2 separate regions of the Bos taurus genome follow, and region 2 is linked to region 1. A link is a contact called in public Hi-C data. All regions are on one chromosome and are shown on one strand. The core of a region is the stretch at or near the end of the contact, and the rest is flanking DNA. Distances in the headings are between cores, read along the strand shown. Region 1 holds the start of ARID1A (AT-rich interaction domain 1A). Region 2 has its middle 55 kb from the start of ARID1A.

What was found. Hi-C and Micro-C count contacts between places; a contact is called where the count stands out from the background.
Region 2: a contact with region 1 is called in a Hi-C map of skeletal muscle, with 2.8 times the contacts expected there. The contact joins the enhancer-like site here to the promoter of ARID1A in region 1. A contact is called at or near these places in 4 of 11 Hi-C or Micro-C datasets (liver, skeletal muscle, skin fibroblasts and 1 more).

The regions. Positions count from the first base shown.
Region 1 is chr2:126,474,880-126,478,507 of ARS-UCD2.0, reverse strand. It overlaps ARID1A (AT-rich interaction domain 1A), which reads left to right and starts at 1,484. Exons shown (of 20, transcript NM_001205785.2): 1 at 1,484-2,629. The coding sequence starts at 1,484.
Region 2 is chr2:126,529,939-126,533,841 of ARS-UCD2.0, reverse strand. No RefSeq gene overlaps it. Among named protein-coding and RNA genes, the nearest start is that of ARID1A, 55 kb to the right of the region's middle. Within about 2 kb of position 1,496, at least 102 of the 102 cell types and tissues checked have an H3K27ac peak or open chromatin away from gene starts, as enhancers often do. A contact at or near this core is called in liver, skeletal muscle and skin fibroblasts, where this site is marked.

The sequences.
Region 1 (3,628 bases), core at 235-2,734:
TGGGGACTCTACTACTTTTTAAAGTCACCCTCCACTGCCCTCGTCTTTGTGATAGGCTAAGCGATAGGACAGTACCCTACGCTGTCTTATAACTGTAAAATGGGGATAATGGACTTCATACTCCTTATAAATAATAGGCCGGTCCCCTACGCTGTCTTATGACTCTGTAAAATGGGGATCAGGGACTTCATGCCCCCCAGGGCCTGTGAGGACCAGCTAATGAGGGCAGAGAGTGGGAAAACGGAAAGTCGGAAACAATGATCTGTCATTCCATGCAGCTTGCAAAGAGGATACAACGTAAAGCTCAGCTGGGTCTTTGGAGCAGGTCTGCAAAAAGCTTTGAAGAAGGAAAAGTGCCGCGGAGATGCTAAGTAGCGGCCAAGAGACCAGGCCCGCTGCCAGGGGGGGTCAGGCCTGGGCCGAGGCGGCCGCGGTCTCGGGCTCAGGCCAATTTTGCAGCCGCGAGTAAAGTTCACGCTGCCCGCGGCGCGGAGGGGACCGACCTGGATAGGGAGGCCAGGAGGGAGGCGGCGCGCAGGCTCCGGAGAGGCGCGAGCTCCGGGCCGGGTTTTCCCCGAAGCCTTCGGCGGCGGCGCTGCCGAGCGAGAGCGGCAGAGCGCCTGCCGCCGCCGCCGCCGCCGCCGCGGCTGGTTCTCTCCCCTCCTCCTTTGTGAGGGGAAGGGAGCGAGTCCATTCCACGGCCTGCGCCCCGCTCCGCGCTCCGTTCCGGGTTTGCCAGGCGGCCGCGACGGCTCTGGGTAAAATGGCAGTGCTGAGCCTCGTGTCGGAGTGAGGGGGACTCGGAGGAGAGTGGGGCGCTCTAGCCGCTCAGTCCGGCCGCCCGCCCGCTCGCCCGCCCGCCGCCGCGCAGTAGCCTCGGCCCGGCGCCGCGGCCGGGGAGGGGAGGCAGGGCGCCCGGCCCGGCCCACGCTCCGACTCTGCCTGCCGGCGCCCGGGCTGCTGCCGCGCGCCCTCCAGCCCGCCCGTCCCGGGTCCCCCTCCCCCCGCTCCCTCCCTCCCCGCCCCCTCCCCCTCGCCTCCCTCCCTCCCCTCCCTCCCTCCCTCCCTCCTTTCTCCGGCAGCAGAAAGCGGAGAGTCACAGCGGGGCCAGGCCCTGGGGAGCGGAGCCTCCACCGCCCCCCTCATTCCCAGGCAAGGGCTTGGGGGGGAATGAGCCGGGAGAGCCGGGTCCCGAGCTTACAGAGCCGGGAGCAGCTGAGCCGCCGGCGCCTCGGCCGCCGCCGCCGCCTCCTCCTCCTCCGCCGCCGCCGCCAGCCCGGAGCCTGAGCCGGCGGGGCGGGGGGGAGAGGAGCGAGCGAGCGAGCGAGCGCAGCGCAAAAGCCGCGGAGCCCCGCGAGGCCCGCCCGGGCGGGTGGGGAGGGAAGCCCGAGGGGACTCGGCCCCGGGGCGGGGTGGGGTGGGAGGGGGGTGAGAGAAGACGAAGACAGGGCCGGGTCTCTCCGCGGACGAGACAGCGGGGATCATGGCCGCGCAGGTCGCCCCCGCCGCCGCCAGCAGCCTGGGCAACCCGCCGCCGCCGCCGCCCTCGGAGCTGAAGAAAGCGGAGCAGCAGCAGCAGCAGCAGCGGGAGGAGGCGGGGGGCGAGGCGGCGGCGGCGGTCGCGGCGGAGCGCGGGGAAATGAAGGCAGCCGCCGGGCAGGAAAGCGAGGGCCCCGCCGTGGGGCCGCCGCAGCCACTGGGAAAGGAGCTGCAGGACGGGGCCGAGAGCAATGGGGGTGGCGGCGGCGGCGGAGCCGGCGGGCCCGGCGCGGAGCCGGACCTGAAGAACTCGAACGGGAACGCGGGCCCTAGGCCCGCCCTGAACAATAACCTCACGGAGCCGCCCGGCGGCGGTGGCGGCGGCAGCAGCGACGGGGTGGGGGCGCCTCCTCACTCAGCCGCGGCCGCCTTGCCGCCCCCAGCCTACGGCTTCGGGCAACCCTACGGCCGGAGCCCGTCTGCCGTCGCCGCCGCCGCGGCCGCCGTCTTCCACCAACAACATGGCGGACAACAAAGCCCTGGCCTGGCAGCGCTGCAGAGCGGCGGCGGCGGCGGGGGCCTGGAGCCCTACGCGGGGCCCCAGCAGAACTCGCACGACCACGGCTTCCCCAACCACCAGTACAACTCCTACTACCCCAACCGCAGCGCCTACCCCCCGCCCCCCCAGGCCTACGCGCTGAGCTCCCCGAGAGGTGGCACTCCGGGCTCCGGCGCGGCGGCGGCGGCCGCCGGCTCCAAGCCGCCTCCCTCTTCCAGCGCCTCCGCCTCCTCGTCGTCTTCGTCCTTCGCTCAGCAGCGCTTCGGGGCCATGGGGGGAGGCGGCCCCTCAGCGGCCGCAGGGGGAACCCCCCAGCCCACCGCCACCCCCACCCTCAACCAACTGCTCACGTCGCCCAGCTCGGCCCGTGGCTACCAGGGCTACCCCGGGGGCGACTACGGCGGCGGGCCCCAGGACGGGGGCGCCGGCAAGGGCCCGGCGGACATGGCCTCGCAGTGCTGGGGGGCTGCTGCTGCTGCGGCGGCGGCGGCCGCGGCCGCCTCGGGAGGGGCCCAACAAAGGAGCCACCACGCGCCCATGAGCCCTGGGAGCAGCGGCGGCGGGGGGCAGCCGCTCGTCCGGACCCCGCAGGTAACACGGCTGAGTGGGGTGGGGGGCCTGTGGCGACTGGGGTGGGGGGTCCTGGGAGTGGGTGGTGGCGGCGGCGGGGAGCGGGCCACGGCCGTGGGCTACCCCCAGTCTGGGGCCCCCACTGCTGGGGAGCTGCCATTGTCTCGCTCTTTCTCTCTTAAAATGGCTGCCCGTCTGCCTTCCTCTCTTTCCCTCCTTCAGCCTTTGTGTGGGGCTTTCCTTGAGGTGTCTGCTCCCCTCCTCCTCCCCCCCGGGTCCCTTCCAGCTCCGGGGGGTCTTCAGAGGGGTGCGGAGCCGGGTGTGCGGGAAAAGGGCCCGGCCCGGGGTGAGGGGGTGTTGGGGGCTCAGGTTAGGGGTGTAGGCAGCCCTCGGAGGTCGGGAGTTGAGTGAACAGTTCTCTGCTCACCTGCCGCTCCTCTCTGCCCTCCCTACCTTCCTCTAGGCCGGTCCCTATCTGTGCTTTCAAGGAGGGGGCCCCTCGGGCTCGGGGGGACCTCGAGGGAGGGCAGGGGCCTGCTTGGGAGCAGCTAGAGGCCGGCTTCGGTTCACCCTGGGCAGCCCGGGTCGTCTCCTGTCTTAGTCTCCGTCGGCCCAGTGGCCTGGGCTTCTCCCTGGAAGTGCTGGTAAACAGCTGAGTGATTGGAGTAGTAAGTGCAGATTGCTTTGGTTTGGGATTTGAATTATGGAGGTAAAATCCTTCTGTCAAAGCCAGGAGACAGTTGGTCTTAGGTTGACATCCTATCTGTGATCTGATTGGCTCCCCATCTCCTGCTCTTGGCCATTTATAATTGCCTCTGATGTAATGGTACAACAATCCTGATGAGCTCATAAACTTTTACACTCTGCTTTTCTGCCAGTGATAACCCAAACCATCGCTGCCACTATCTGCCTTTTATTCCAGAGCTGAAATTGGCTGTGACCTTGAGGAGGGAGGTTTAAGCAGCAATACTGTATCAGCAGGAACAGAGCCCCAGACAGGCTGCCCTTGTTACATTGTGC
Region 2 (3,903 bases), core at 247-2,746, 55 kb before region 1:
TTTTTGGAAGAGATGTACTGTGAAGAATGGAATAGAAAGCGATGGGTTACACAGCTAAAGAGGCGTTGGAGGAACTGAGGCATGGGTGAAGTGTGATTGTTCAGCCCCAGAAAAAGGCCAGCTAGTGACACCCGGAATAGGATTTTATCAGGCAGTGAATCAAATAAGGCTGCGAGGGAGATAATAAGGTGTAATTATAGCAGTGCTGTTAGTGCCTGTTCATGGGGTCTGGCAGCAATTTGGTTGAACACCCCTCATTTTGAGAAATTTGTAATTTGGCAGTAAGAATTCTTGCCTTAAAATTTGGCACAAACCTTCACAGTTTAATATTGCAAAATCTGGGAAATGTTGAAATGTGGCTGCTATTCTAATTGAACTTTTTCAAGCTTTTTCGAATTGGTTTTTTTCCTGTTGGATTCAGAAACAAACGCCTCTCTTTCAAAAAGTTCACTAAGGTTTTTTTAAACCACAAACTCCTGTACGCTTACAAGCAGATGTACTGCTGTAATAAATTCTCATGACTTTAAATCTTTGTGTACATACAGAGGGGATAAAAGCTTTCACTTGAAAAGCCCGAGTTCCTTCTGTTAGTAGCCCTTTAAAAATTCCCCACAATCAGTATTTTGTTTAACTTCCTTTGAGTCAGAGCGGTGCAACGTGGTGTTGCTCTTGGTTTTATGAACCGACTGCTTCCCCGAAGCTTATTCCCCGTTGTTTTAAAGTAGAAGGGAGGTCACCGGGCTGTAGTGAAATGTGGCCAACTCCGCCTGGGACCAAGCTGGCCCAACGGGCTTCTCTAAAGTAACTGGAAGTTTTCTGACAGGAAACCGGTCAGTTCTTATAAGCGTCGGCTCGGGTTCCCACGGCCCCGGCAGCTGCAGCTCCCCCGACGCCCCTCTCGGGGCCGGGCAGGAGCGCGGGGTGCGGGGCGCTGTGGGCGGCAGGGGGCAGCAGCGGGAACCCGTTGTTCTCCAGACAGGGGGTGGGGCGGGAAGCTGCCCCCCCACCCCGTTTCCGTGCCCCGCGCTCTCCCCTCCCCCTCTCGCGCCTTGCCTTGCCTTGCCTTCCCTCCCCTCCCCGCGGGGAGGAGGGCGGGGGTGCGGAGCCCTCCCCCGGGACAGGGGGCGTGTGCGTCCCCTCCGCTCCCCTCCCCCCGGCCGGGCTCTCCTGGCTCCCCGAGGCGGGAGTTTCCAGGAAGAGCTCAGAGCGCGGTCGCACCACCGAGCGCACGGAGACGTCAAGTAGTCCCTGAGAGCGACCTGATTCAGAGAATTCTAGCTGCCAGAGGCTGTCGGGAGTTGGAACTCCGAAAAGATTGGGAACAGCCCTCTGGCCTGGGGAGCTCTGGGAAAGAGGTCGGAGGTCCCACTTTCCATTCCTGGAGAAATATGTGTAGTGGAGGCGGAACGAGTTCCGGCGGAGGGCTCGGACGCGCCGGGTGGAGTGAAGCGCCGCGCGGTCGAAGCGCTCACAGAGTTAAAGTGGGCGGGAAAACCCGGAGCGGACTCTCCCTGACACGCCTAGGACCTCCCTCCCCACTCTTCTTGGGGGAGGGGAACGAAAAAAGAAGAGGCAGAAACGTGTTCCCTTTCTCTGCTTCCTAAATGCCTAGTGAAGAAACAAGTGGCGACTCGCCACTTCGAGAAATGCGCTGCAGGACCTTCAGGTCCCGGCGGGGAGGGATCGTGTGGCTCCTCCTCCAGTAACGTCCGCACCGTCGGCGCTGGGCGCGCGGTCAGAAACCCAGGCCTGAGACCTGGAGGAGCTAGGCGCGCGCATGCGTGCGGTGGGCACGCGCTTCCCGCCCCTTTCTTGAGCGCGTTCTCTTCCCCCCTCCCCCCGCGTTCCTCAGCCGCCACCTCAGAGCTTCCCCCCGCACCCAGCCCTCTCTTTTCGGGGGAGGTGGCCCATCTTGCCCGTCGACTGACTAACCCCTTCACCCCAGCTTCGCCCCGCCTCCCCTGAGCTTCGGTACGAACTCTGCAGCTAGGGCTCAGCTTTCACATTCCCGCCTCCGCCTTCTATCTCCCCTCCCAACCCTTAAGCACTTCCTGCAAACTACCCTGTTCTTGCTCCTTTCGGCGCCGCCTCCTCCCAGCCCTAACTGGATGGCTGCGTTCACGTTGGTGGGGCTCTGGGTAGTACCTTGTATTCCTCCTGCAGGCGATGGCTGCTCCATTTTACAGATGAGGAAGTTAAAGTCCAGAGCTCCGATGAGCTGGACTCTAAAGGCTCCTTGTTGTTGTACAGTCGCTAAGTCGTGTACGACTCTCTGACCCGGTGGCCCGTAGCACGTCAGGCTGCTAAGTCGTTTAACTATCTCCGGAGTTTTCTCAAACTCCTATCCATTGAGTGGGTGACGCTAACTACCTGACAGAACGTGGTCCGGTGGAGGAGGGAATGGCAAACCACGCCAGTATTCTTGCCAGGAGACTCCCATGTACAGTATGAAAAGGCTCCTTTTGAGTTGTCCCCAAAAGCAAACACTGTAACTGGCTTTGGAAAGAGAAACCCTTGACTTGCTACAATTTAAGCAACCTTGGAAAGCCAGTCCCAGTCTTTTGGCACCCTCAATCCTTCAGGCCAAACCATCGAGCCCAGTTGGCAAACACCATAGAAACAATTTATCCCAAATCAACCATGTAGCGACCTCTAAATTAGAGAAAGAGTCAATTGGTGACTTTAGAGGTTATGTATAGGCTATTTATTCAATGTGAAGTCTTTTTTAAAAGCACTGTGTAATATTTTCTCTTAGATGTTGTAATTCTCGTATTCCTTCCCCAATTTGAGATCATGTTTTTGGTTTTGAAAACATTTTGACATAATTTGTCTCCCAGTAACAACAACAACAACAACAACAAACTTTTCCTTTTTGTTAGTATCAGTGTTAATCGCACAGTCACGTCCGACTGTTTGCAACCCCGTGGACTGTAGCCCACCAGGCTCCTCTAGTTCATGGGATTCTCCAGGCGAGAATACTGGAGTGCGTTCCCATTGCCTCCGCCAGGGGATCTTCCGCACCCAGGGACTGAACCTGGGTCTCCTGTATTTCAGGCAGAGTGTTTACCTTCTTAGACACCACAGAACCGCTTTGTTAGTATGGTTGATTATTATTCCTAAATTCCACACCTTAATCCCTAAAGTCAATTCTTCCCTGGGCTTCAGCTCCAGTTAAAAGTTATCTCCAGTAGGTGAGAGGTTTGCAAAAGACGTCATAGAGAATCTTGAGGCACTGCGTCTCTAAACTTTTTGCGTATCACAAACTTTAAAGCTGTAAGTGGGAATTAAAGGAAAAGACTTGTGTAATTTTATGTATATCAAGAGATTCATTATTTCAGATTCAAATGTTTTGAGATTCTCATTCCAAGCATTGTAAATATGGGTCTGTTTTGTTTTGTTAATTTATTTTCTTTATTGGCTATGCTGGGTCTTCCTTGCTGGTGGCTTTCTCTAGTTGCTGCATGCAGGAGCTACTCTTTGTTGACATGTGCAGACTTATTGTGGTGGCTTCTCTTGTTTCAGAGCACAGAATTTAGGTGCTTGGGCTTCAGTAGTTGCAGCACACAGGCTCAGTAGTTGTGGTGCATGAGCTAAGTTGCTCTGTGGTGTGTGGGATCTTCTTGGACTGGGGATGGAATACATGTCCCCTGCATTGGCCCCCTGCATTGGCAGGCAGATTCTTGTCCATTGAGCCACCAGAAAAGTCACTGGTGGGACTTTCTTTTAAATGACTGTTTTATCACTATTTCCTTCTATTGCAAGTATTTCTAAATTACTTATTGGACTGATGTCTTCTAAGCATAATGATGGTCTGAAGAACCAGTCCAGATTGTTTCAAGGCAGTTTTTTAAGTTGACTGAATGTTGCATGATAAACTTTCTGAACATTTGTTCAGTAAATAAA